Regions from separate parts of the Mus musculus genome. Here all the other regions are linked to region 1. The links are chromatin contacts, called in public HiChIP or PLAC-seq and promoter capture Hi-C maps. All regions are on one chromosome and are shown on one strand. The core of a region is the stretch at or near the end of the contact, and the rest is flanking DNA. Distances in the headings are between cores, read along the strand shown. Region 1 holds the start of Sox6 (SRY (sex determining region Y)-box 6). Region 2 holds the start of Pde3b (phosphodiesterase 3B, cGMP-inhibited). Region 3 overlaps Pde3b (phosphodiesterase 3B, cGMP-inhibited). Region 4 holds the start of Calcb (calcitonin-related polypeptide, beta). Region 5 holds the start of Insc (INSC spindle orientation adaptor protein). Region 6 overlaps Insc (INSC spindle orientation adaptor protein). Region 7 overlaps Insc (INSC spindle orientation adaptor protein).

Evidence for each region. Promoter capture Hi-C pulls out the DNA fragments that hold promoters and counts their contacts. HiChIP or PLAC-seq counts read pairs in DNA pulled down with a chosen protein or histone mark.
Region 2: a promoter capture Hi-C map of embryonic stem cells shows a contact between it and region 1, with 5 times the contacts expected there. The contact joins the promoter of Pde3b here to the promoter of Sox6 in region 1. A contact is called at or near these places in 6 of 39 promoter capture datasets (embryonic stem cells, hippocampal neurons and liver), 2 of 484 Hi-C or Micro-C datasets (both in embryonic stem cells), 3 of 115 datasets of contacts at active chromatin or transcription factors (astrocytes, embryonic forebrain and embryonic stem cells) and 1 of 9 other capture datasets (embryonic stem cells).
Region 3: a promoter capture Hi-C map of liver shows a contact between it and region 1, with 2.2 times the contacts expected there. The contact joins the enhancer-like site here to the promoter of Sox6 in region 1. A contact is called at or near these places in 4 of 39 promoter capture datasets (the 3T3-L1 cell line, liver and second pharyngeal arch cranial neural crest), 1 of 484 Hi-C or Micro-C datasets (cortical neurons), 1 of 115 datasets of contacts at active chromatin or transcription factors (astrocytes) and 1 of 9 other capture datasets (adipose tissue).
Region 4: a contact with region 1 is called in an H3K4me3 HiChIP or PLAC-seq map of embryonic forebrain, with 7 times the contacts expected there. The contact joins the promoter of Calcb here to the promoter of Sox6 in region 1. A contact is called at or near these places in 10 of 39 promoter capture datasets (the 3T3-L1 cell line, the C10 cell line, embryonic stem cells and 5 more), 2 of 484 Hi-C or Micro-C datasets (Th1 cells and embryonic fibroblasts), 4 of 115 datasets of contacts at active chromatin or transcription factors (astrocytes, embryonic forebrain, embryonic limb bud and 1 more) and 3 of 9 other capture datasets (adipose tissue, embryonic stem cells and liver).
Region 5: a promoter capture Hi-C map of embryonic stem cells shows a contact between it and region 1, with 4 times the contacts expected there. The contact joins the promoter of Insc here to the promoter of Sox6 in region 1. A contact is called at or near these places in 17 of 39 promoter capture datasets (the 3T3-L1 cell line, 3T3-L1-derived adipocytes, the C10 cell line and 8 more), 2 of 15 datasets of contacts at CTCF or cohesin (large pre-B cells and pro-B cells), 4 of 484 Hi-C or Micro-C datasets (the C2C12 cell line and embryonic stem cells), 8 of 115 datasets of contacts at active chromatin or transcription factors (SST interneurons, embryonic forebrain, embryonic stem cells and 4 more) and 1 of 9 other capture datasets (adipose tissue).
Region 6: a contact with region 1 is called in a promoter capture Hi-C map of liver, with 3 times the contacts expected there. The contact joins the enhancer-like site here to the promoter of Sox6 in region 1. A contact is called at or near these places in 10 of 39 promoter capture datasets (the 3T3-L1 cell line, 3T3-L1-derived adipocytes, embryonic stem cells and 4 more), 2 of 115 datasets of contacts at active chromatin or transcription factors (neural tube and stem cell-derived neural progenitor cells) and 1 of 9 other capture datasets (pancreatic islet).
Region 7: a promoter capture Hi-C map of embryonic stem cells shows a contact between it and region 1, with 5 times the contacts expected there. The contact joins the enhancer-like site here to the promoter of Sox6 in region 1. A contact is called at or near these places in 8 of 39 promoter capture datasets (cranial neural crest, embryonic stem cells, hippocampal neurons and 3 more), 3 of 484 Hi-C or Micro-C datasets (embryonic stem cells and myocytes), 3 of 115 datasets of contacts at active chromatin or transcription factors (astrocytes, embryonic hindbrain and embryonic stem cells) and 2 of 9 other capture datasets (embryonic stem cells and liver).

What each region holds. Positions count from the first base shown.
Region 1 is chr7:116,037,378-116,040,070 of GRCm38.p6, forward strand. It overlaps Sox6 (SRY (sex determining region Y)-box 6), which reads right to left and starts at 1,367. Exons shown (of 16, transcript NM_001025559.3): 1 at 1,300-1,367.
Region 2 is chr7:114,413,893-114,416,585 of GRCm38.p6, forward strand. It overlaps Pde3b (phosphodiesterase 3B, cGMP-inhibited), which reads left to right and starts at 1,362. Exons shown (of 16, transcript NM_011055.2): 1 at 1,362-2,570. The coding sequence starts at 1,659. It overlaps 4933406I18Rik (RIKEN cDNA 4933406I18 gene), which reads right to left and starts at 1,269. Exons shown (of 4, transcript NR_029437.1): 1 at 971-1,269.
Region 3 is chr7:114,479,103-114,481,795 of GRCm38.p6, forward strand. All of the region lies in intron 1 of Pde3b (phosphodiesterase 3B, cGMP-inhibited), which reads left to right. Among named protein-coding and RNA genes, the nearest start is that of Pde3b, 65 kb to the left of the region's middle. Within about 2 kb of position 1,394, at least 128 of the 459 cell types and tissues checked have an H3K27ac peak or open chromatin away from gene starts, as enhancers often do. A contact at or near this core is called in adipose tissue, where this site is marked.
Region 4 is chr7:114,717,257-114,719,949 of GRCm38.p6, forward strand. Calcb (calcitonin-related polypeptide, beta) reads left to right here and starts at 1,387. Exons shown (of 5, transcript NM_054084.2): 1 at 1,387-1,466; 2 at 2,479-2,574. The coding sequence starts at 2,486.
Region 5 is chr7:114,744,454-114,747,146 of GRCm38.p6, forward strand. Insc (INSC spindle orientation adaptor protein) reads left to right here and starts at 1,313. Exons shown (of 13, transcript NM_173767.4): 1 at 1,313-1,553.
Region 6 is chr7:114,790,738-114,793,430 of GRCm38.p6, forward strand. Insc (INSC spindle orientation adaptor protein) reads left to right here. Exons shown (of 13, transcript NM_173767.4): 3 at 215-560; 4 at 1,509-1,561. Among named protein-coding and RNA genes, the nearest start is that of Gm24982, 40 kb to the right of the region's middle. Within about 2 kb of position 1,389, at least 3 of the 459 cell types and tissues checked have an H3K27ac peak or open chromatin away from gene starts, as enhancers often do. A contact at or near this core is called in liver, where this site is marked.
Region 7 is chr7:114,816,086-114,818,778 of GRCm38.p6, forward strand. The region is part of intron 7 of Insc (INSC spindle orientation adaptor protein); the gene reads left to right. Among named protein-coding and RNA genes, the nearest start is that of Gm24982, 15 kb to the right of the region's middle. Within about 2 kb of position 1,331, at least 46 of the 459 cell types and tissues checked have an H3K27ac peak or open chromatin away from gene starts, as enhancers often do. A contact at or near this core is called in embryonic stem cells, where this site is marked.

The sequences.
Region 1 (2,693 bases), core at 117-2,616:
CCTGCGGGTTCCAAGAAGTCTATGAAGGGCACCCGACACCGCATCCCAATCCTGGAACACACAAGCTCACTTCTAGGGTCTGGAGCCAGCTCGACTTGAACCCAGCCTTTGAAATGCCAGGACTGAGAAGGGAAGAAGAGGCCAGCGGGTGGGGCTGACTTACCTGCCTGCTGCGGTTGCTGCCTGGGCGCCCGCTGTGTTTGTGTCCCTTTGCACCTCGACCAACCAAAGGCAACTCGGCTTTGTTAAGTTTGGCCTCGCACCTCCAGAGAAGAGGCACGAACTGGCAGAGACAAGGCGCGTTCCTGGAGAGAGGTTCCCCCTGAACTTGGGAAGGGCAATGCAATTAATCCTGCTTCAGAAGTTAATATTTAAAACACCCACGCAAAGAGAGAGAGAGAGAGAGAGAGAGAGAGAGAGAGAGAGAGAAGAAAGAAAGAAAGAAAGAAAGAAAGAAAGAAAGAAAGAAAGAAAGAAAGAAAGAAAATAGAACAGCCGTTAAAACCTCGAATTCTCCCTTTGAAAGGCTCTTTTACACTAACCGGGCGGATCATTCAGACCTACATGACTTCATCTTAAGGTGGCCAACTTCTCGCAGGAAGGGCTTCATGGCTACTGTGTAAACAGGACAAATATGTCACTCACTCCAAAACACCAAGGAGAACTTTTAACAAAACGAAGAGTATGTGAACGAGTGTAAAAGGCAAAAGGGAAGAAGTTGAAAAACTTTAATTACAGCGTGGAGAAAAGTTTTCGCCATTGGTCTCCTTAACCCTGGATGACAAACACCCAAGCGCTCTCGCAGCCCGCGGCACTTTTGTTTAAGTTTGGGAGAAGCAGATAGTATCAGCTCCCAAATAACAGTGCCCTTGGGACAGGCAGTGCCTCAAAGAGGTTGGAACTCGGGTTTCAGCAACAAAAGCAAACTGTGAATAATATTCTTCGTCCTTTAAGATAGCATTTCGCAGAAGGACAAGGCACTGCGCCTGTACTTTAAACGGATGGAGAATAACATTAAATTTCATCTGAATCTGAGAGTCATCCAGTTGAAAAAAGCATAGCCACGGTGACAAGAGCAACAGAGCACTGTCACAAAGGTAGGAAAAGTGGTAAAAATGCATGAACTTCTGTTTTCAAAGAACAATAAAGATAAATAAAAAGTAAGTTTTCTAGACATGCCTTTCCTAGCTTAGGAAAGTTAATTTCCCAATGTGCTTTTGCTGTCAAAGGTGCAAAGCCAAGGCGAGGGAGTGCGTGGCTGGAATCTGCATGCTGATAAGAGAAGGGTGATGTACTTACAGTGACAGAGGGCAGGCTGCGGGAGAAAAGCTGTTTGTGTTAGCCTGCGAGTTACCCAGGGCTGCAGTGAGAGCCGAAGGGAGGAGGCGTGGGAGTGCCCGTCTGCGTACACCTTCACCGCGTCTCATTACATCTGCCAGCCTCTCTCTCCCTCTCTCTTTCATTTCCACATTCCCTTTGTTCCTGAAAAAAAAAATCTACACGTCACATCAGAGTCCCCAGATGCAGTCTACACCAAAGAAAAAAATGAATAATTCAATCAAACTGTGCATAGTCTCTAAGGCAATAAATCTATCGCACTTAAAGAAACGAAGGGTAATTACTACCATAGAATTAGAATAAGGCCAAAGACCAGAGATGTCGCTGAGTCTCTGGATAAACTCCACAGTCAAATAAAGTTTCATTTATTTGATCCTTTTTACATCTTGAACGGGAAGTCAGACAAAAAATTAAACTTATTTTAGAGCTATTCGCATCTTTTGAAACACTGTCTAGAGAGTGGGGGAGGGTATTAGAGGGTCTACCTTGTTCAAAAGCTCCCAAAGACATCAGCTGAGCGCCCGGCACAGACACCAACCAAGACAATGCGTGCTGGTGGAGTCTGTCCAGAGCCCATTTCTCCCACTCCACCCTCCTCCACTCCCCTCTCAACAGCAGAGCGCCCTCCGCTAGCCCACAACTGTGACTCTACAGGAGGGCAGCTGTAATCTGAGAGCCTTACCTGCGGCAGTGCGAAGACCCCAAAGAAACTGTCTTTCGCTGCCACCAACACCCCGTGCCATTCCTACGCACCCCTCCAAAGTCCTGTAACCATCTAGTTCTTCCATCTGCCTACAAGAAACTGTATACCGGATTTCCCCCCCCACGACTGAATGGAAGCTCTATACGGAACTGACTTCTGGATATGCCTTGGGTTGAGTTAAAGCGATGTCTGGAAAGGAAAAGAAGGGGAGGAAAAAAGGAGGGGGCAGCTCAAGCCCTATCCAAGTTAGTCAGAAGGCGGTGTTAGGCGGGAAGCGCCTACGGGAGAAACAGCTGGGCTGCACACTGGCCGTGCAGATCGCAGTTCTAGGAACCGTGTCCTTCGTCCCTGAGGTAAGACTGTATGACTGCCGCATGCTTATTCTTTCACTGTCCGTGTCTCTCTTCTCCGCCCACAACTACCCCTACCCCTAGGGTCGGCCTGCGCGCACCCTAGAGGACTCCAGCGCAGCAAAGAGTTGTATATACCGGAGCCACTCATAAATCGTGGGTGTCACTGAACAGAGATCTGCAAACCTGCTGTTTGCCACAGCAATCAAACCCTCTGTCCTGCCAGTTGCTCACTGACCCAGGGTACTCAGGCCGCACAGTGGGCAGAAGCCCGGACCAGCCAGATCACAGGGGACGGGAGG
Region 2 (2,693 bases), core at 112-2,611, 1.6 Mb before region 1:
GCCAAGGAAATTCTGGTCTTTTCCCACATTTGTCAAATTCTTGTGTTAATTCTTCAGTGATTTCTATTATGTGTGTGAATTATGACTATATATGAAAATGGTCTGCTTTAGGTCATGGCTATGGGCTTAGATTAATTGGTGAAAAATAGGTCTGTTTGTGGGATTTACCACACAGTAAGGTTTCTCATCTCCCTGGAAAAATGTGGAATTAGCTTTTTAAGAAAAGCAGGCCTGTCATGAGGTTGAAGGGAGTTTCAGTGGAGGGAAACAGTTTACACTTTCTAAGGCAGTTATGACTGGTTGGATTCCAGGGCAATCCCTTTCATTCAGCAAAGTTCTTTTCTCCAACCTTTACGTCTGTCTTTGCTAATATCACTTCTACTTTTGTCTTTCCTAGTGTACCAGTTTCACAGGTCTTTCACAGAAAACATAATTGGCTTCTTTCAAGGCCAACCCCATTCAAGTTGATAGTGGTATTAGGACTGTGGGACTCCCTTCCCTCCTTTCCCCAAAGAACACACCCCACAAAACACACCGTTGCACAGAACAAGTCTCTCACTTGGAAAGAACCTTTGGGACAGCAGGTCTATGTGAAACAGTGCATGTCTGGCAAGGATGCTAATCACAGGACTGGATATTAGTTCTTAGCCTCACTGAAAAGGGTTCTTCAGCAAGACGTGCTCGCTATCAGAGTGCACTCTCCAGGGGTCCTCCTCCCTTGAGCCCCTGAAGGGATTCAAGGCCTGCTGCTGGGCCCCAAATCTCCCTTGCCCTGGAAGCCAGATGTGACTGACAGTGTTGAGTTTCTTCATTCTGGTCTGGCCTCAGTGTTGGCTGAGCCTCCAGCTTCATGTCTCCATTCACAGTCTGAGGGCACACCATGAGCTCTCACCTCACTAGGCACTGCCCTTGGGGTCCATGTCTCCCCAAGACCTCGCAGTGACCTGAGTGGGTCTTGTATGTGACTTACCTCAAAGGGGACTGTGCTTCGGGGCGTCTCAGGACTGTGATCAGTCCCTCCCATCTGCCAAAGAGCTCGCCGCTCTGTGGCAGTCCGGGGGGTAGGGGTTCCGACTTCAGCAGTGGAGCTCTCGGTGGCCCGCGCGCGCTCCCCGAGGGGTCCAAGTCTGGCAGCCTGACGCGACGGCTGTCTCACTGGAGCGACCAGCCGGGCCGTGGGCGCGCGCTCCCCCGCGGGGTCCCGGATGCGCATCCTGACGCGGGCCGCGGCCGCCCCAGTGGCGACCGGCCGAGCTACGGGAGCGCGCGGGGCCGCCGGCGGGGCGCGCGCCCGGCAGGGGCAGCCGCGGGGGAGGAGCGCCCGATCGCGCGCCCAACGGACCAGGCTGCGGCCGTGAGGTAACTGTTGCAGCGCGCGGGAGCTGGGAGGCGACGCCGCCGTCTCCCGTCCCGAGCCGCGCTTGAGGGAAAAGGGAAGAGGCGTCCGCGGCGGTCCCGGGACACCAAGAAGCCCTTCTCGCCGCTCTCAGTGGCCGGCATGAGGCGGACGCCGCCGCCCCTCAGCCCGCGCGCCGGGGATCCCGGCCGGTGGCGGCGGCGGGCGCAGCCGTGACCGCTCTGCGAAGCTCGGGGCGCCCAGAACGCGGAGGGCGGCGCGGGGTCGGCAAGCGCCAGCGGCCCCCCGGCGGCCCGGGGCCATGAGGAAAGACGAGCGCGAGCGGGACGCGCCAGCCATGAGGTCCCCGCCGCCGCCGCCAGCCTCGGCCGCCTCGCCCCCCGAGAGCCTGCGCAACGGCTACGTGAAGAGCTGCGTGAGCCCGCTGCGGCAGGACCCTCCGCGCAGCTTCTTCTTCCACCTCTGCCGCTTCTGCAACGTGGAGCCGCCGGCGGCCTCGCTCCGCGCCGGGGCACGCCTCTCGCTCGGCGTCCTGGCCGCCTTTGTCCTGGCCGCGCTGCTGGGCGCGAGGCCCGAGCGCTGGGCGGCCGCGGCAGCCGGGCTCCGGACGCTGCTGAGCGCCTGCTCGCTCAGCCTCAGCCCGCTCTTCAGCATCGCCTGTGCCTTCTTCTTCCTCACCTGTTTCCTGACGCGCGCGCAGCGCGGCCCGGGCCGCGGCGCCGGCTCCTGGTGGCTGCTGGCGCTGCCCGCCTGCTGCTACCTGGGCGACTTCGCGGCGTGGCAGTGGTGGTCGTGGCTGCGTGGGGAGCCGGCGGCGGCGGGCCGGCTCTGCCTGGTGCTGAGCTGCGTGGGGCTGCTGACGCTCGCGCCCCGCGTGAGGCTGCGGCACGGCGTCCTGGTGCTGCTCTTCGCCGGCCTGGTGTGGTGGGTGTCCTTCTCCGGCCTCGGGGCTCTGCCGCCCGCGCTCAGGCCTCTGCTGTCGTGCCTGGTCGGGGGCGCGGGATGCCTGCTAGCCCTGGGCTTGGACCACTTCTTTCACGTCCGGGGAGCCTCCCCTCCGCCGCGCTCGGCGAGTACCGCGGAGGAAAAAGTGCCTGTGATCAGACCCCGGAGGAGGTCCAGCTGCGTGTCGCTGGGAGAAAGCGCAGCCGGTTACTATGGCAGTGGCAAGATGTTCAGGAGACCGTCGTTGCCTTGTATTTCCCGAGAACAGGTAGGGTTCTTGGGCGGGCATGGTCTGGGAAGAGGAGCGCGGGGTGGAGGAGAAAGCGGAGCGCGGGTGGACCGCTTGCGTGTCCCCGGCGCAGGAGCGCAGCTGCGAAAGCGCGTGGGCTCG
Region 3 (2,693 bases), core at 144-2,643, 1.6 Mb before region 1:
AGAAACCAGCTGCACACAGTTTAGCTGACACAGAGTATAGGGCTTAACTCCCTTATGTTTCAAAGGAGAACAAAAAATGGGCCTAGGAGGCTAAAGCAGAGATGTCCTCTATACCACTGCATGCCTCCTCTTCTCATACACGAAGCCAGGCTCGTATGTCAAGTTGCTGTGCTTTTTACATGCTTTGCTAAGCAGTGGGCACGTTGTTAGCACACAGCAGTAAACTGTTAAGTATAAGATGGTATTTCCTAATGGCTAACAATTCCTAAAGCACTAGAATTAAATCTAAAGTATGGCTAGTCATATGATTTTGTGATGTGTACTTCTTCATATGTGAAATGGAGAAGGCCCAGAATTACAGGAATATGGGTAATTATAGTAAATTAATATTGTATGTAGTCAGAGTCACCATAAACATCATCCTAGTAGTTGATTAGTAGGAATAATAGAAAAACAATAGTGTAATAGTAGGCTCTTCCCTGTCTCTGTCCCTCACAGACCCCTTCTCCTCCTGTTTTAGATTTCCTGAACGGGGTTCTTTTTTTCTTTCAAATTTTGTTCATGTATTAGAGTCTATTATAAACTACAACTGTAGTTTAACATTTTTATCTACCCTTTTATGTTTTTATGTTCAGTAAACACCAAGTTAAATGATGGTCTCCACTGGACACAGAATTAGAAAAATTGGAAGTACTGAAATTTGTTCAGTTTCAGTAGCACAGATGTGAAGAAGCTCAAGAACTAAGAACACAGCACGTTTCACAGTTCACACGGGAATGCACCACAGCACACAGTCTTTTAACTTTGACATGAGTGTTGCAGTTCTGTTTTTGAGGATGCATATATGTTTTTCTTTTGGGCCGCATAGAGAAAAATGAAGTAAAACCTCATTGACGTAATTGAACTTGATAACATCTCCTGGTTGTGCTGCTGATGATTCACTGTGGTTTTGGTGGTTTTGTAGAACTCTGTAAAGCATGTTAGACTTATAAACATATTCAAACAGAAACTTTTATCAGGATTCAACTTTTAGCCACAAAGAAAAGATGAATTTAAATAAAAGCAGCCTTGGGTACAACTTTATCAAACCAACTAAAAATTTTTAAAAGAATATACATTTCATATGTAACCTAGAAAAAGCAGTAGTGTTTTAAAATTAGCGTCAGTGTGTAAGCCATAGTTTGTGAAAAGACTCGGTCATTTCAGATAATGCAGTCGTTCAGAGTACTGTCGTTTTGAGGGACATAGTCATAAATATGTAAGCACATTCTCTATAGTCACTGGGATGCTTTTATTGTGATTCACAGTTCAGCTTTACTCTTCTCTTAATGTTGGTCTAGTGGTATGGGAGTTGAAGTTTAGTTGTCTCAGCCTTGCTAACATGAAAAGTATTCATGCAGAGTAGTGACTGTCTACCTGGAAGCAAGATTTCAGTAGACCTGCATACTATATAGGAGAAGTAAATACTTAGACCAAATACTTGAAAACATTAAATTATACTTGCCATGCATTGTGCACTCTGTATGTCTGATAGCCTCCCACCACTTTTAGGTAAATTTTTAAAAATAAATTTTTACTACTTTAATAAATTATAAACAACCTCTTTTTGTGTTTTTGTTTCAACAACCTCTTTTTGTAGTAACAAAGGTATTTCGTTATAAGAAGTAAATAAGTTACATGTTTTGGGTTCATTTATATTTAATCCCTTTCTGCTTCGTTTAAATGAGACCATAAAACCACAGTTAGACAGGGGAGGCAGGCATTGCTCATTACTGTTGGTTCTATACATTCATGGACATTGAAATTATAAACATTTTCACTAATGTCTACTTTCTGCTTGTGCTAGTTATTAATTTCATGAGACATATCATATTTAACTTTTGAGAAATAGAATTATTTCATATTTTGTTTAAATTATTTTAGTAGTTTGCTCCATTTTCTAAAGCATAATAAAAAGATAATCTATAGCCAAAATTGTGTTTACATTTGTGCTGTTTATATTGAATCTTGCTCATCATGTTTGAAATGCCAGTTGTTTTCTGCAAGTAAAAGCTTTGGGTAGCTGGGCATGATGACACAACCTGTAATAATCCTAGCTCTTGAGAGGTGGAGTGAGGAAGATCAGAAATTCAAGAATTTGAGGCCAACTTGGTCTGCTCTGCATGGCCATATCTCACACTCACCTAATGAAAAGCAGCATGCAGGTCAGTGTGCCACATTTATTTCTTATTGAAGATGTTTGCTTTTCAGATAACTGATACTGTCTAGGAACATTCCTGATTCTAACACACATTTTCAAGTCGATGCTAAAGTTTACAAAACAATGACTAAAGAGGAACAAGCCAGCTTTTACAACATGGATATTTTGTGATGAACATATAGAAAGTTAGCTGCTGATCTTCTGTGTGTGGATTATACTTTTCCAAGGGATGGCTTCTTCTTAGAATCACCAGAGAAGTAACATTTCTGCACAATTACTCCTTTGCTTGTGCACTTTTTCTATTTTGTGGTGTCTTGAGCTGTCACATGATCCATTCATTTTTTTCTCTTTCTTTCAGCATAATGTTGCTGCTCCTTGTGTCTAGTGTTTTAAATCTGTCAGCAATGGTTTGTCTTTTTCATGCTTTCGCAGAGAGGATTTCACAATCTGAGTGGTGCCGTGATAGGTTTTTTTTTTTTTTAAATTCAGAATA
Region 4 (2,693 bases), core at 137-2,636, 1.3 Mb before region 1:
AAACACACTGAGTTCCTTTCTGATTCTCAGAAACTGAGGGCCAGGTGTGGATCTCCCAAGCCACAGGTATAGCCTTTTCCACACATTACTGGAACCCCCAGCAAGCTGGGCACTTGGAGAGTCCTTGTGCTGCAACCAAGCAGCGGAGAGGGAAAGCCTGAAGCCTTGGGAATGATGTCAGTTCACTTTCTAGTAGCTGAGCACCGCGTATCTTCTCCTCACACCTGGAAGAATGGGCGACGTGGAAAACAGGAGATACTCAGTTCTTTTTCTTGGGTGGGCACTTGTGATGCCCATGGTTAGGCCAGAGTGGTGATGTGCCTATCCCAGTGCACATAATTCATGCCTGATTCTGAAAGCAGAAATGTGAGATTATTTTTGGCCAAAGCTCAACTGATTTGGGTTAGTGCGTGCACACAGTCTTCTGCTGAAGGCAAGTGAACCGAGTATTCCTCAGTGACACGGTGTGTTAATGCCAAAGGTCACCTGCCAGCTGTCGGATGCCTGAACCTATGGATGCTTAACCAGCAGCTGAGTGAGTGTGAAAGTTCCCTGCTGACCCCTGGGTTGCTCAGGTGGCCTGTGCAGGACCCTGGCTCAGCTCTCAAGCTCTGCAGAGTGGGGTGGTGGAGATGCAGGGGAGGGGAAGGGAACTGCCATCTGAGCGCCAGCCTCCTGCTAGGCAAACCCGCCAGGGATGCTTGGAAGTGCTTTAATCTACACTGCTACAGCAGTGTGAGGTCTGGGGATTTGAATGGGGGCGGGGGAGGGATGTAAAAACCATAGCGCAGGATTTGGAAGGTCTGGTACAGGAGGAGAAAGCCCAGTTCCCTGTGCAGTCTGTTAGCCTGCTGCTCCACAATACTCTCTAGTTTCTATCCTTATTAGGTGATGGGAAGCACGCACTGCTAGAGTGCCCATTTGGGACAGGTATGACAGAAGTACCCTAATGTATCCAAGGACCCGCTTCTTCCTGTGACAGTCATCATCGTGGATGTATCTACTGAAGTCCTTTTAGAACCTGGGAGTGCTACTCAGCCTGCGTGGGAGTCCAGCTACGAGGTTCAGGTCCCCATTGGAGTGGGCAGCAAAAGGTTGTAGGCTGGAGTTCAGGTATTAAAGAGGTCGTGATGTCAAACTCAGGTTTGCTCACATTCTGGACGAATTCACCCTCTCTGTATCCTTACCCCACCCCCACTCCCACTCCTACCCGGTTCCTCAGCAATGACCTCAAAGACAGGGAGTGGACTGCTGCCTCCCTCCTGCAGAAGTGTAAGTAGCTCCAGCTATGACGTTATGGAAGCTCGGTCAGAGCTCTGATTGGTGGAAGAGCTACTGCGGACCCCCCACACCCTCAAGATCGAGAATAAGAGACCACGGCTCTGGGGACAAGACGCCTACAGCCGTGTGTGTGTGCTCTTCTGCAGTGGACACTTCACTCTCGCTGTTCCAACACGGGCTAGCAGGTGAGAAACTTAACTTCTCAACGCCTACAGCTCTCTCTCCTTTAGTTTGTTTCCTTTTGGTTGCTCTTTTTAATGCAGTATTTCACACTGTAGTCTAAGTTGGCCTGGCACCCACTATATAGCTCAAGTTGGTTCGTCTCAAACGCTAAGGTTCTCCTTTCTCAGCATCCTAAGGATGCGGATTACAGGCGCAAGCCACCACACCCCACTCTACTTGGATCCCTTTGCTGTCCTGGTTCCTTATCATTCCACATACATTTCCGCCTTCCTGCAGCCATTGTCAGAAAGTACAGTCTTGACATTTTCTTTTAACTAAAGTAAGTGGGACCCCTACGACTACTCAGCAGCACTGGAAGCTGGGCGACCCTATCTAGGCGCGTCTGTGCCCCCTCCTTGAGGGAAGGTGGTCTTGCCGCATCCTAACCAGTTTTAGGTTAAAGAGTTCCTTGGATTCGGGATTGGGGAGCACTGATCTTTTCTCTCAGATGTTTCCAGCCTTTAGCCTCCTGGGGTTATCAGCAAGCAGGTGGGTCTCGCTTCGCTGTGGGGAGGAGGAGTCCTCATCTGCGGTTCTGAGGTAGTTTAAAAAAAAAAATCTCCCAACTCTGCAGATGGAGAGAGGGGGATTAGTTCCAAGTTAACTTTCTTCCCCAGGGCAACCTCTCAGAAAGGGTGATTATAATAATTTCAACCTGTTAGAAATCCTTAGCAGCGGGACAGCAAGGCGCAGGGATCTCTGGGTGGTTTTTGGTTTCTTCACAGATGAGAGCCAAAGGGGCGCGGCACGTGTGTTCTCCTGCAAGCTGGGGGCAAATGAGTGCCGGTAGCTCCTCCTTGTTCTTAAACCGAGCAGAAACTGCAAACCACATCTACTCTCCCCCACTCGTTTCTGCTCTATCAAGCCACTCACCACACTGCATCTACTGCACGTTTTGAGAGCTGCAGTGTGGTAGGAGAAATAGAACCTGGGTCTATAGTCCTGAGCAATTGGACCATTCTTCTCTTCTTACAGAGACATCATGGACTTTTGGAAGTTCTTTCCTTTTCTGGCTCTCAGCAGCATATGGGTCCTGTGCCTGGCCAGCAGCCTCCAGGCTGCCCCTTTCAGGTAAATTAACCTGAATCAGAAGTGCAGTCTGGCTCTCCTCCGGCTGCCCCTGGGGTGTGTCAACTCTGCGGCTCTGTAGCCCTACTTGGTTATTGGTAATTCAGCGCCCTCATGTGGGA
Region 5 (2,693 bases), core at 63-2,562, 1.3 Mb before region 1:
TGCTAACAGGGATGCTGTTTAAGATTCAAGCCTCACTTCTAACATGCTACAAACCTTATTAACCTTCCTGGTCATTTACCGAGCTTTCACACGCCTTTTGAGCAGGCAGACATGGTTATGATCCCATTATATGTATGGAAAAAGTAAAGCTCAGAGTAGTTGGGTGACTTGATTTAGATACAGCTGGAAAGTAGGTAGTGGAGGAAGGACAGAGGACAGGTTATTTGTGTATCCCTTCACCTACCAGCAGCACATGGAGAGATGATTCAGCAACCTGCCGACTTGAGGAAGGTGTGAAGTAATGTCAGCACCCAGTCAGTGTTGCCTAGAGGCCCAGCCCTGTTCCAGGGAGAGAGACAGACCCACAGATAGTGGACTGAAGTCCTTTTGCACAACAAAAGCCATGACATCTGTATGGAAGCAGGCTGAAAGTGAAACTTGGCTTTTCCTGGGAATGACTGGGCCACCTGCAGCCACAAGCTCCCAGAGAGCCACAGTGAATGATTTGCTGTCAAAGCTGTGGTATGCCCAAGGCCAGGCAGTAGCAGTGCCAGCCAGAGCCTGGAGCAAGGAATAGGGAGGTTTAGCATCAAGAGCTCAGGACATTGTACCACAGAGGTGGTACTGAGCCTCCTCTCCCTGCACATGTAATGTAAGCAAAGCTCCTGCCAGGGCCCCGGGTGGTGGTGAACTGTCTTTTCTTGGCAATCTACCAAGGTAGAGACTTTTCAGACCCTGGGGATTCATGGCAGAGTGGAAGGCATCGAATGGAATGAGCCAGTAGCTTCCTTTTGGTCTAAAAATGTAGCATTCCAGAGCTTTGGGGCCTGGACCAGACTTCTGTGGACTTAGCCATCTGACACAGAGCCCAGGGGTGAGGTTGAGGTGGCGGGGTTTCTCATCAACACCCCCTGTCATTTTTGGCAAGTCTGTGATTTGGAGGGTGACTTAAGTGGGTAACTGAGTTTCCAAAGGGAAGCACCTGCAGCGGACAAACCCAGTCTCATTCCTGGGGCTGTTCAGCGAGGCCGTCCCCTCCTCAGGGATATAAATTGGGCCCAAATCTCTCCTTGTTTTCTTTCAGCTCCAGAAAACCTATCGTGGCAGCATAGTCCCTTTCCCACTCCAGATGTTGGCATGTAGGACACATGTGGGCGCCCTCGCCTGGCCGGCTCTGGAGCCTCCGGGTGATGGCCCAGCCCAGGGGTGAGCTGGGTCTCTAATTAGACCCGACCACGTTCTCATTCCAGAGCTCCCACAGATGACAGCGCGCGGTCTCCACCGTGGCCAGGGGCTCCGAAATAGCCCTCGCGTCCCGGCGGAGCCTTGCAGGCCACTGTGCCTGGCGCGGGACAGGCGTTTGGCTCGGTGCGCGCCGCCGCCAGGGAAGAGCCTGGGTTTGGGGGTGGGGGAAGCAGCGGGGGGGCCGACGGCAGTGCAGTCCCCAGCGCCCCCGCGGCCACTTTGCTCCTAGCTTCTGGAGTTCCAGCTGCTGTGAGCTGCCACCCATCGCTGGACTCTGCACACACTGCTTTTTGTCTTGTAAAATCAGAGTAAGTAAGCAGAGGGGATGGCTAGCTCCTTTGGCTGGATCCAGGGGCTGGGGCTGGAGCTGCAAGCATGGTTGTGACTTCTAGGATAGCAGGTGTGATTGTGTCAGTGTAAGAGTTTGTGAGTAGGAGTGAGTGTCAGTGGGAGGGAGTATGGGATGTCATCGTGTGGAGTTTTCTACCATGTGCACACGTGTGTGTGTGTCCCCTGAAGCATGCCCACAGGTGTGGCACACAGGTGGGTCTAGTTATGACAGTGGAAATGAAGGGGCCTCCAGGGATAGAACCTGCCAGAACCCTGCAGGATGAAGGTTGAAACGGAGAGACAGGTAACAGGTAGACGGTAGTGATAGAGAGCAATAGATATCTGAACTTCCACTTTCTGGGGTGACCTGACTTGTCCCCAGCTGTTGTCCTCACCTGGGGTGTCTTGCTTGTAGGTCACGAAGCTTTGGTTTCTCAGGGCTTTGGGCCACACTGGAGCTCAAAGCTCTAGTCCAATATCAGAGTGAATGGGATTTTGACTGATACTACTTCACAGGTCCAGGGGTAGAACTCCACTTTCATAACCAGAGAGGCATGGGGACAGGGGACACTTGTTCATATACACACACACACAGTGCAGCCACACTCCACACAGATTGTACACCCATGACAAATGGCATGTATGAAATATGCACTCATGTGGTAAATGCATATGCAAACCCACACAGCCTGGAATTGACCCTGGCATCACCTCTAACCCCACCCCCTTTTGCTTCTTGTACCCTTCATTGGTCATCTCTGAAAAATGGTTTCAGAAACCTGGTCTCAGAAGGGGAATACTTTCCAATTGAGGGTTGGGGGGAGGGCAACGGCTGGAGGTGGTATACTGAGTGGGACTGGACCCACTGTTTCGGGGCTTCAGTCACCTCGCCCTAATTAACTGCTGAGGGACAGACTTTTCAACACCCCTCCCTCACCTTCATCAGTTATGTGGAGATCACTTGGGACACTAATAACAGTGCATGGAACACTGAATGCCTCCAAATGCCAGGGGCTGGTACTCACCTTTACGGTTATGATCTCATTATGACTTCTAAATCTCTTCTGCCCTAGGAATCCTCCTATCCATGGGTTCCTGTGATGTGTCCATGTTCATTG
Region 6 (2,693 bases), core at 139-2,638, 1.2 Mb before region 1:
TCATGCCATTCATCGGTCTGGTCACCTGCCCTCAAAGCATTGTGCCTCCATCTTATTAGTTGTTCGATGGTGATCATGAGAAATAATGGAGAGGATTGGAAAGATAATGCTGAGTTTAAACTAGATGCTCTGTGAACATTGGTGGCCTGGGGTGGGAACTGTCTGGAAAAGGTGGGGTGCCGGCAATCACTCTGCCACTGTTCCCTGGTTGCAGGCTACACTTCATGCAGGTAGACTCGGTTCAGCGCTGGATGGAGGATCTGAAGCTCATGACCGAGTGTGAGTGCATGTGCGTCTTGCAGGCAAAGCCCATCAGCCTGGAGGAAGACACGCAAGGTGACCTTATCCTAGCAGGTGGTCCTGGTCCAGGAGATCCTCTACAGCTGCTCTTGAAACGGGGCTGGGTCATCAGCACCGAGCTTCGAAGGATCGGGCAGAAGCTGGCCCAGGACCGCTGGGCCCGTGTGCACAGCATGAGTGTGCGTCTGACGTGCCATGCACGCTCCATGGTCAGCGAGTACAGCACCATCAGCAGGACAGCCTCACAGGAAATGGGCCAGGTCAGCCATGCTGGGATAGTGCTAGTAGGTGCTGGGTGTGGGAATGCCTTCCTGAATTCTGGACTCTGAACCTTTCCTGGCCAGTAGCCTCCCTTGTCTTATAACAAAGTAGAGAAGGCTGGGGAGGACATTTAATGAATATATACATGTGCAAGGCATTGTAGTGGGCATTTCCTTTTTTTAAATAAATATCTCATTTAACCTGTACACCCACTGTAAGCAGCCTGATAGTGTAGTGGGTAAGTGTGTGTGTGTGTGTGTGTGTGTGTGTGTGTGTGTGTGTGTATAAAACAGAGTACAGACAGCCTGGCTTCAATTGTCCATCTACACTGTGACACTTTGGCAAGTTACTTGACTCCTCTATGTCTTAGTGCTTATGGGTAAGTGTAGCAGCATTTATTCAGGGATGATGACTGCAAAATAAATAACATGTAAAACATGCCAAGCAGCTGGCTGAACAGATTAGTATTACAGTATCATGGCTGAGGAGATAGACCCTTGAGGCTGAGCCGTTTGCCCCAAGCTAAGCAGAGGCTGATGAAAGGAAGGTTCGGATCCAGCTTTCCTGATTCCAGAGTGCATTAGAATCTTCCCAGCTCAAAAGTGAACCACTGAACATCTGCCCTCCTCATCGTGATTTTTCTCTCTTTCTTCTTCTCATCTCTCACCTTAAACTTTTCCTTCCTTTGTTGTGCAGGCAGTGAGTGTCTAATCATTAAACACAGCTTAAATAGCTCTTCTTCCTGAGGCTTCCCAGATCCCTCAGTATAACTAATTGCATGCCAGCTTTTCTCAGTCTCTCAAAGCAGTTGACCTTGACCTCCTTGGCTACCTACCCATGTGCTCTCATTTTTGTGGCTGTCTTCCCCTCCACCTTCATGCCCCAGAGTGCCCAGGTGTGCAGCAGCCGGTCCTCAGTGGAATCACGCTGATCATTTTTTACTACAGGCGGAGAAGCTGCTCATGGAGAAATGCTCTGAGCTCTCTGCGGTCACGGAGAGGTAAGTGCACCCTGTGCTCTCTGCTTGGCCAGCCAACCTTCTGGCTCTGGAATGGACTAGTCTCTTCTCTAGGTGTCAGTGGTTGCACTAGGTGGTGATAGGCTGGAGTTTCTTTATCCGGGCATTCTCAGGAACCTCAAAAGTTTATCTTGAAGTCAGTATTAGTGATGCATGTCTGTAATTGCAGCACTTAGAAGGCAGAGGCAGGAGGATCGTTACAAGTCCAGCATAGTTTGAATAAAGAGTTCCAGGCCAGCAAGGACTGTCTAATAAAACCAAAAAGTAAAATGAAATAATGAAAGATACCCACGAGGTTTTTGTCACATGATCAGAGGCTAGGGAAAGGTACAAGAGAGCCTTAGGTGTTTGAGGAAAGTTGTTTGAGGTAAGCCAATAATGGGGAAAGGTTTCCTTCAGGTTTGGACTACAATCTGAAGGCAAGAGCCAGGTAAGGTGAAAGCTGAACTCACACATCCACACATGCACAGAGACAGAGCTCTTCATAGACACCCTCTCTCTCTCACACAGCCACATAAACACACACTCATATCACCACAAAAATCCACCCACAGCCCCTCCCCACTTTCTCACAGCATAAACATCCATGAGCTCACACTCAGATGCACACATACACACCCAGTCTCATATTGACATATATCCTGAGTGTGAGCTGACGTGTTCCTTCACCCTTCATGCCTCAAACCTGGAATCTGTTATCTGTGGGAAGCCAGAGAGTCTTTTTCCTTTCTGGGTAGAGTATTCTCGGATCATGGGATGGACTTCAGCTAATCCTCTCTGCTTTTCTTGTCTGTGAAGAAAAACTTTGGAAGCAGCTTTATTTTTTTCATATTGTGGCAGCAATTCTTTGTTTTTCTTGTTAAAAATAAGCTTTAAACTGAAATAGAACCATATTACTTTTCTCCCTCAATGCCCTCTCATGCCCCCAGTGTCAACTAGTAGTTCTTTTTCTTTTGATCATTTTATTATTATATACATACATAGCTGTGTATATATGTATACATATGATACACACACACACACACACACACACACACACACACACACAACTTTCCGAATCTATTTTTTCTATTTTGATGGTGAGTGTATATAGTTTCAAGGCTGACCACTTTGG
Region 7 (2,693 bases), core at 81-2,580, 1.2 Mb before region 1:
TGGTCAAGAGAGACTCTGCATTGTCCCCCAAAGAGACTGGGGGCCAAGGATTTTGCAACAGCCACAGAAGAGTTCCAGGTGTGACTAAAGTAAGGGCCAGGTACTGCTGGCTCAAAGAATGGGACCAAGGATCAGGACTAGTGCTAACTGAACATATGGTTCAGATGAGGAGCTGGGTACCTGCAGAACAGAAAGGCACAGGTCTACGACTGTAAGAGGTTAGGAACTTTCCAAGCCCAGTGCTCAGCCAACTTTAGCCAGCTCTCAAGACAGTTCTAGAAATTTCCCTTTAGCCTTAGACAAGAGAAAGTCTCACTTCCCGAAGAACATTCTTTTGTTTCTACCCAATCACCCCCCCCCCTTTTGTGGGGAAATAAGGAGTTAGTTTACTTTGTCCTGGAGCCAAAGGGAGAGTTTAATGAAAATCGATAAAGAAATTAAGGATGATCAGGGGAGAGCAGAAGAGCTTAATTTCAAGTCCAAGGAAAAAGTCTCTGAGGTGTGGGTGGACGTGGGAAGGGAAACTGCGGCTTACATCACACGCCAGCTCACCTTTCACGCTCTGGGGTGCATGGAAAATAGAGACAGGGAGGTCTAGGCAAAGACCCTGGGCAGGAGGAAGTGGGCTCGGTGGTGGTAGCGGTGGGGAGGGCTCCATTGCCTGCTTACTAGAAGTCTCTCCCCACTGTGCTCTGCTCGGTGGTCATGAGTCAGAAATAGTACATTTAAAAGAAATTAAGCAGTTTCTCCCATCCTGTTGCCCTTTTGAATCTCACAGTTGTTATTCAAGTGAGGCAGGGAGTGGTGGCTACCTCCATTCCGATTTACAAAAGTTCAAGTAAGACTGACAAAGGTAGACAACAGGAAGCACAGGGCCAAAGTGGGAGCCCCGTGCTTGTCCTCTCTGTCCTCTCTCGTCCACTTAGATCCCTTCTCCCCTCCACGATTCAAAAGCAGCAGTAGTGGCCACAGTGTGCGGCCCTAGCACAAGGCAGCCAGCACAAGGCAGCCAGCGACTTACTTTGCTAGATCCAGTCCTGATAGTTACGTGAGGCTGTGTGGGGAGAGGGGCCTCTGGATGATTTGACCCACAGACCCTTCTTTTCTCAGGAGAAGCTCTTGATTAAGAGACGGGCTACTCTGAAAACAGACCCCCCAGATCCTGCCCTCTCCTCTCTGGGACTCAAGTCTTGCTTCCACCCTGTAACTGACAATGAATTCAGCTGCCCTGGGAACAGGCTGGGACTGAACCCAGCGTCTCAGAGCCACAGTCAGCTCTGACTGGAGCATGGCAGAGAAGGGGAAAACCTTGACCCAGTCTTCTCTGAAGAGTGTGACTCATTCCTTTCCCTTACAGTCTAACTTCAGTCTGTCTCCTGGGTAGGAGCAGAGAGGATTAAGGCTTGAAAGGGTGGAATCAAACCCCCACCCCACCCCCATTCCCATCCCGTGTACTTTCCCTCTGCTTTTACTAGGATATCACTGACATGGTGGGCCAGTACTGACCAGAGTGCCAGCTGGGAGCTGCAGCTTTCCTGCCAATCGGTTCCAACCTGAATTTGAAGCTTTGGAGCTGCAAGGCAGTCTGGATACCTAAGTGATTCACACTGGGGCTCTGTGGGACACCATGTGCTGTGCAACAGCGGCCCCTGGTGGACAAGAGCTCTACTGGCAGCCCTGCCAGGCCGCGAGGCAGCATTTTCCTGGAAGTGCTGTGGCTACTGGGCTACGGGCCCCACCATCAGCAGTTAGGACCAGAAAATATATCCTGAGACATACAAGGAGGGAGGGGGAATGGTTAAAATTCAAGACAACCAACGTTTCTTACAGGAATATGATCCTCTAGGTGAAAGATGCAGACAGATCTTGCAATCTACTGTACCCCTAGCCCCTAATCCTGAGGCTTCCCCAAAGGATCAGCTATGTATCTTTTACAGTTAATTAATTAATCATGTGTTATAGAGTGACCATGCACACGTGCCACGGTGCTCATGTGGAGGTCAAAGGACAGCTAGTCATCTTTCCTTCCATCCTGTGGGTAGAGGGGATTCAGCCCAGGCATCAGGCTTGGCCTCTGACTCTGCGCAATGTTTGTTGGGCAGAACACTCCTGTCTCCCAGGTCATGACTGAGCATGCTCCCTGCCACTCATCACCCTTTGGCGTGGGGGGTGGGGGGCTGGAGATGCTGTCACCCTTTGGCTTGCCAAGGAAATGGCTTGCATTTCTTTGCACAGACACAGACACACATACAGACACACACACAGACACACACACACAGACACACAGACACAGACTCAGACACACACACACACACACACACACACACACACACACACACACAAACACACACACACTCCTACCACCAGCCATGGGGCTGACGTGAGGTATAGCCTCTGCCAGCAGTTTCAGGGTCCTGTGTGAAGTGAAGGCAGCAGATGGAGGAGTGGGGCGGGTCCTTCAGCAAGGAAAGAATGGCTAACATATTTGAATATATTTCTGTGGGATATGAGCTAAGTCCCATTACACTCTAGGGCCTCATGCATTGTGCCAGATTCTCCTTTCTCTCTCCCTCTTCAGACTCGAATCATTGCATCTCCAAGCAGACAGAGGAACTGGTGGTCCAGGATGCATAGCCAGTGTGAGACAGATGAGATAAAGAGCAAGCAGTCAAGGCTGGGGATGCTTCCTGGGT